Regions from separate parts of the Canis lupus genome. Here region 1 is linked to region 2. Evidence: chromatin contacts called from public Hi-C data. All regions are on one chromosome and are shown on one strand. Each heading gives the region's core, a stretch centred on a gene start, on an enhancer-like site or on the middle of the called end of the contact. The rest is flanking DNA. Distances are from core to core; before and after follow the strand shown. Region 1 holds the start of ACTN1 (alpha-actinin-1). Region 2 overlaps ACTN1 (alpha-actinin-1).

Evidence for each region. Hi-C and Micro-C count contacts between places; a contact is called where the count stands out from the background.
Region 1: a contact with region 2 is called in a Hi-C map of blood, with 2.9 times the contacts expected there. The contact joins the promoter of ACTN1 here to the enhancer-like site in region 2. A contact is called at or near these places in 2 of 9 Hi-C or Micro-C datasets (both in blood).

Annotation. Positions count from the first base shown.
Region 1 is chr8:43,085,274-43,088,026 of UU_Cfam_GSD_1.0, reverse strand. It overlaps ACTN1 (alpha-actinin-1), which reads left to right and starts at 1,265. Exons shown (of 21, transcript XM_038545053.1): 1 at 1,265-1,593. The coding sequence starts at 1,489. LOC119872883 (a long non-coding RNA gene) reads left to right here and starts at 2,188. Exons shown (of 3, transcript XR_005363473.1): 1 at 2,188-2,616.
Region 2 is chr8:43,043,289-43,046,136 of UU_Cfam_GSD_1.0, reverse strand. The region is part of intron 1 of ACTN1 (alpha-actinin-1); the gene reads left to right. Among named protein-coding and RNA genes, the nearest start is that of ACTN1, 42 kb to the left of the region's middle. Within about 2 kb of position 1,321, at least 6 of the 20 cell types and tissues checked have an H3K27ac peak or open chromatin away from gene starts, as enhancers often do. A contact at or near this core is called in blood, where this site is marked.

The sequences.
Region 1 (2,753 bases), core at 16-2,515, 42 kb before region 2:
TCACCGGCCCTTGGGACACAAATACGAAAGCAGTCCTAGGACTATGTGCAGGACCTGTTGGAGGTCCACTTGCTACTACTGTTCTTCAGGCCAGCATCCCTTAGAGGAGTGCACCAGGAGGTCAGGCCTACCTCTTCCCAGTGTCTGTCACAGCTGGGGCAGTGTGTTTAGACTCTCCTTACTAGGCCTGGGGAAGGAAGCCCAGGCTGGCCACCAAGAGCTTAGAGGTGCTTGGCCAATCTTACTCTCCTTCCTCCTCCAAAAACAATAAGGCTTTGTTTGTTAGGCCTGAGGTTATGGGCTTGGCCTTGGGGTCCTGAAAACCTGCTAAATCCCTTCTCCAGCTCTAGCCTTTGAGCCTCAGAGTGCTCCTCTGTCAGGTGTGTTGGGGGCGGGGCGCGGAGGAGTGGACAGACCACTCTGGGCCCTCCCTCCCAGTTTTCAGGGTGCTGCCTGCCTGTGCAAGGGGCTAGAGCCGGCCTGCCCGCCTGCGGGGGGCCGGCAGGGGACCCCGGGAAGCCCTCGGGCAGAGCGCTCCCCCGAGCCGGAGGTCCGGCCAGAAAGGGCCGTGCGGCGAGGCGGGAAAGCTCCGTGGCCCCCGAACGCCGCCCGCCCCGGACACCGGGCTCTCGGGGGCAGGGGTCGGCTGGGTCCCGCGGGCGGGGCGGGAGGGACGGAGTCAGGAAATTCCCGGGAAATGCCTTCCCATTCCGGCGTTCCCTGCCCCCGTTCCTTGGGCGCTGACTCCTCGGACCCCAGGAGCGGGGACGTGAAACGCTGTCCCGGTGTGCTCTCGTCCCCTCTCCAGCCCCGGCCGCCGGGGGCTCGCGGCGCGTGGGGGTCCAGCGGGGCCGGCGCCCCCGAGTCCGCCGCCTGCCCGCGGGCGGGGCGCGGTCGGGCCCCCGGCGGCGGCTGGGGCTCGGGGCGCGCTGCCGCTCGGTCGCAGAGCTCGGCGCGGCGTCCCCCGCTCGGGTCCCGTTCGGCTTAAGCTGGTGTCACATGAGCGGCGGGGGAGTGGGAGCCCGGGCGGGGGCGGGGGCGGGGGCGGGGGCGAGCGCCGCGGGGAGGGGGCCGCCCGGTCCACCTATATGGCCGCGGCCCGCCTGACGGATGCCAGGAATTCCCAATGAAAGGCGGTGGGGGGAAGTTTGGGCAAGTCGGCCTGGCCAATGGAGAGCCTCGGGAGGCTCCCCCCGCCCCGCCGCCCCCGCCCGCCCCGGCTCCCGCAGCGCGAGGGTGTCCGCCCCGCTCACTGTGCGTGGAGCTCAGTCCCGGGCAGGCGGTCCGCGAGCTCCGGCCGCCAGCAGCTCCGCGAGCAGCGCCGCCGCGGAACCGGCGCCGGGAGCCAGGCCGGCCACGCCCGCGCAGCCCAGCCCAGCCCAGCCCGGCCCGGCCCGCCCGGCCCCCTCCCCACGCCGCCGCCGCCGCCGCCGCCGCCCGGAGAGAAGGTGGAGGAAGAAATCCAGCTCGTAGCACGCGCGCACCATCATGGACCATTATGATTCCCAGCAAACCAACGACTACATGCAGCCCGAAGAGGACTGGGATCGGGACCTGCTCCTGGACCCGGCCTGGGAGAAGCAGCAGAGAAAGGTCAGCAGCCCCCGCCCCGGCCCCCCGCAGCCCCCCGCAGCCCCCCGCAGCCTCCCGCAGCCCCCCGGCCCGGCCAGCGCCGCCCGCCTCGCTCCCGGCTCCGGGCTCCGGGCTCCGGGCTCCGGGCTCCGCACGGGTTCCCGGCGCGCACGGGCGGGGGCGGGGGCGGGGGCGGGGGCGGGGGATGCGCGGCCGCCGCGCGGTGGGGTGTTGGGTTACAGGCGCGGGCGGAAGGGGGCGAGCCCTGTTCCCGGAGCCCGCGAACGCCGAGCGCGAGCGCGAGCGCGGGGAGGTGGGGCGGCCGGCGGGCAGGTCGCCCTGGGTCCGCGGCTCCGGCCACCCGGCTGCGGCCGCGCCGTCCCCGCGTGGGCCGCGTGGGGGGCGGTGCTGGGGCGGCTGGGCCGAGCCGCCGGCGAGGCGGCTGCTCGCTCGGGATCGCCCCCTGCCTGGCCGCCTCTCCGTGTGGCGTGCGGCGGCAGCGCGCTTCCTGGGCCGCCCTGGGCTCGGGACCTGCGGGGGCAGGCTGCAGGCTGCGCGGGACCTGCACCTTCCAGCCCCAGCCGGGGGCCGGGGCGCGGGGGGGGGGGGCACGGGGACGGGCCGCCGCCTCCGGGTCGGCCTGGAGGTGGACCTGCTGGAGTGCGGCTGGGGCCGCGAAACCAGGGGCATCAGCCGGTCCCCAGCCGGTCCCCAGCCGGTCCCCAGCCGGCCCTGTGGAGGCGGGGTCAGGACGGCAAACCGTTTTATTGCTTAACTCAGCTGCGGGCTTGCCTCTGCGTCCTGCCTCTCCGACACCCGCTTATTCCTGGGAGAGGGCGATTTGGGGGCAACTTGATCTGAGTTGCAGGGCTCCAGGACAAGAGGTTGTTCCCTGGGATACTTGGGGTCAGTCGTTGGGGAACCCCTGCCTGGCCACCGTCCGCAGGCGTCCCAGACGCGGTGTGCAGGGCGCGCACCTCGTCACGGGGGCTGCGCTCGGAGCTGGCGGTGGGACCCGGGCACAGTGGCCGGTGGCAGGAAGAGGTCAGAAACCACTCCAGTGGGGGAGGAGGGGAGGGCGCCCCAACCCTGCCTCTGCTTCCTGCCTGCGCTGTGAGCTCTTGCCCCAGGCGGCCACGTACCCTGCACACCCTCCTCTCCCCCCCGCTCCTCCGCTGTCC
Region 2 (2,848 bases), core at 72-2,571:
TCTTTTAAAATGGTCCCCAGGTCTCTCAGGAGCTTGCAAGTGCCACCTACATGGCAGGAAGGCACCGAGCTGCCCAGGCCTTGGTCTGCTTTCTGAGGGCCTTGTCAAGAAGGATGCTCCTGGAGCTCTCTCCAACTCGAGCATGTTCATTAGGTCCAACCGCCGACCAGGATGAGCCAGCCATTCAGTCCCCTGCTCTTGGCCACCCTTTTGTCTCCCAACATGGGCTGCAGGTGGACATAAACCAGGAAACACACACAGGCCCTTGCTCCCCACCTAGTCTCCCAACCTGGCTGGGAGGCTGATCTCAAGATTTCCTCATTAGTGGGGGGAAAGAAAAAACAGGATGTCTTTCTTTCCAGCCTGTAGAGCTCTGTGAATAATTAACCTTGATTCAACAGAAAGGCTTGGGAAGTGAGAGCAGTATGGCAACGGACGTTTATGGGCTCCTGCTCTGTTCTGTTTGCTTCCATTGGCCTCATTTTGACAACAACCTGCAAAGCAGGGGTATTATGTATCCCATTTGTCAGATGAAGCGATTGAGGCCTGGACAGGTTAATTAAGGTCACATAGAGGGACAGAGGCTGGATTAAGACTTTTAAAGTGTCTGCTATGGACACAGCAGCAGATGGTCTTTAATTAAGAATGTAAGATCTCATTTGGTCCTTTCTCATGCTGTGCTGTGTAGGCCTTACTATCCCCATTTTATAGGTGGGCATCCAGAGGCCGAGACTGAGAGTCCTGTCCTGACAGAGCTGGTGAGAGGTGTGGGTGGGACTGCAACTCCAGCCCTGTCCAGTTCCAAAGCCTGGCTCTGCCGGGCGCCCCAGCCACCTGCACCCTGACTTTCCAGGATCCCAGCATTCATGTAGCCTGGGGGGCAAGCTGTTAGAGAGGTGCCGTTTCCAAACAGAGGAAACTGCCTGGCGGCTCTCAACTTTGTCAGCAACCACTCCCAGGTTGGGGGAAAGTAAATAGATCTGGGTGGAGATGTTCTTGAGGACTCTGCTTTTCATCTTTGAACGAGCCAGCTGACAGCTTGCTTTGAAAGGCTGGCAGTGTGCCCTCGATAAGTTAACCAGATACTCCTGTTTATGTTATGAGAGCAGCGGGCATCTGAGATCACTTCTGGGCAGCTCTCTGCCTAGACAAACCACCTAGCGCCCACACCCTAGCTCGACTGGCCATGTGTGTGGGGACGAGAGGGTCTCCAGGGTGGCCTGAGGGAGAGAGAAGGCACCCTGGCTGGGCCAGCAGGTGCTGGGAGAACAAAGCCCTGCACACACGTGCTGGCCCGGCCCCGTTAGGGGCCCCTGATCTGATGGCCACCCACCGCAGCCAGTGGCACCACCAGGGACGTGCTGCGCTCTGACTGGCAGCCACAGCAGAGCACCCACTGGAAGGGGTGTTGGGGACTGGCAGCCGGAGAACTGATTTTTTACTTGATGAATCTAGTCTGGGTTGCTCTATTCCAGGGAGGGGCATTGAGAATGAGCAGCCATGTACCACTTTCATGAGGTTTAGAAGCTAGGTTGGGGTTTTTCTGGAGCTACTTGGCCAGGGGGTAGTGCTTTTCATCTTCCCCCACAGTTAGTAGTTTACTAACTATTGGAGTAGGGGTGTGTGTGTGTGTGTGTGTGTGCATGCACGCGTGTGTGTGCGCATGCGCACAATGACTGATTTATCCTCATGCCCTGGCTCCTAATTATGACTTTCTTGTAATATTCTACACTGATAAGGCACTTTAAAGTTTTCCACAACCCTTTCTCTATAAAATATCTTATTTGATTCTCTTACTAATTCTTTTAAGGAGATGGGTTGAATTTTTTTTTCCTTTTTTTATTTTGGAAACAGCTGTTTCCCTCCCACCCCCGATACTATATGAGCACTGATCCCTCACCCCTACAAAAAAATTCCCAAACAAATGGGAAGTTTCCTGTATCCCATCGCAGAGGTCTGACTTAAATAAATGTATATGCTTGCAGATAGACTTTATATTTTAAAGACTTTATTTGTTCATGAGAGACAGAGAGACCGGCAGAGACACAGGCAGAGGGAGAAACAGGCTCCATGCAGGGAGCCCGATGGGGGACTCGATCCTGGGTCTCAGGGATCACACTCTGAGCTGAAGGCAGAAGCTCAACCACTGAGCCACCCAGGTACCCCAGCTTTTCTTATATTTGTGTAGCTTTTTTGTTGTTGTTAACTAGGTGATGACTGTATGGGGCGTAAAATTCCAAAGAAACAAAAGGGCATTCTGTAAAAAAGCAAATGTCCTTCCCCCCCTCTGTCAGGAGGCCCCACTCCCTTCCCTGGAGGCAGCCACTCTTTCAGGTCCCTGTATGTCCTTCCAGGGATATTTTGACATCTAGCTTTTGTGGATGATCAGCAAACTACTAGCAGGTGTCTGGTTGTGAGGGCAGGAGCTGGCAGTCTTAACACTGAAACACAGATCTTTGAGTTCATAGAGATGAAACTGTCCCTATGGAATTTATTGGCCTCTTTTGATTAGGAGCAGAGCCTACCAATCAGAATCAACCCTACAAGGAACAAAAGATTGTCCTTTGGTTGTGTCTTTTTTTTTTTTTTTAATGAAGTATAGTTGACACGTGGCATTCCATTAATTTCAGGTGTACAGTAGTGATTCTCGACAATTCTGTGCAGTATGCTATGCTCACCACAAGCGTTGCTCACGTCTGTGCTGCTGTCTTTTAATTAGGCATGTTTTGACGGGAAAAGTTGCTCGATTCCAGCCTGCAAGGAATGAGGGACATATTTGGGGTTACATAGCTGGAAGGGGTCGAGGTGATTTATCTGGGATCACACGAACACCTGGCTGAGGCAGAGC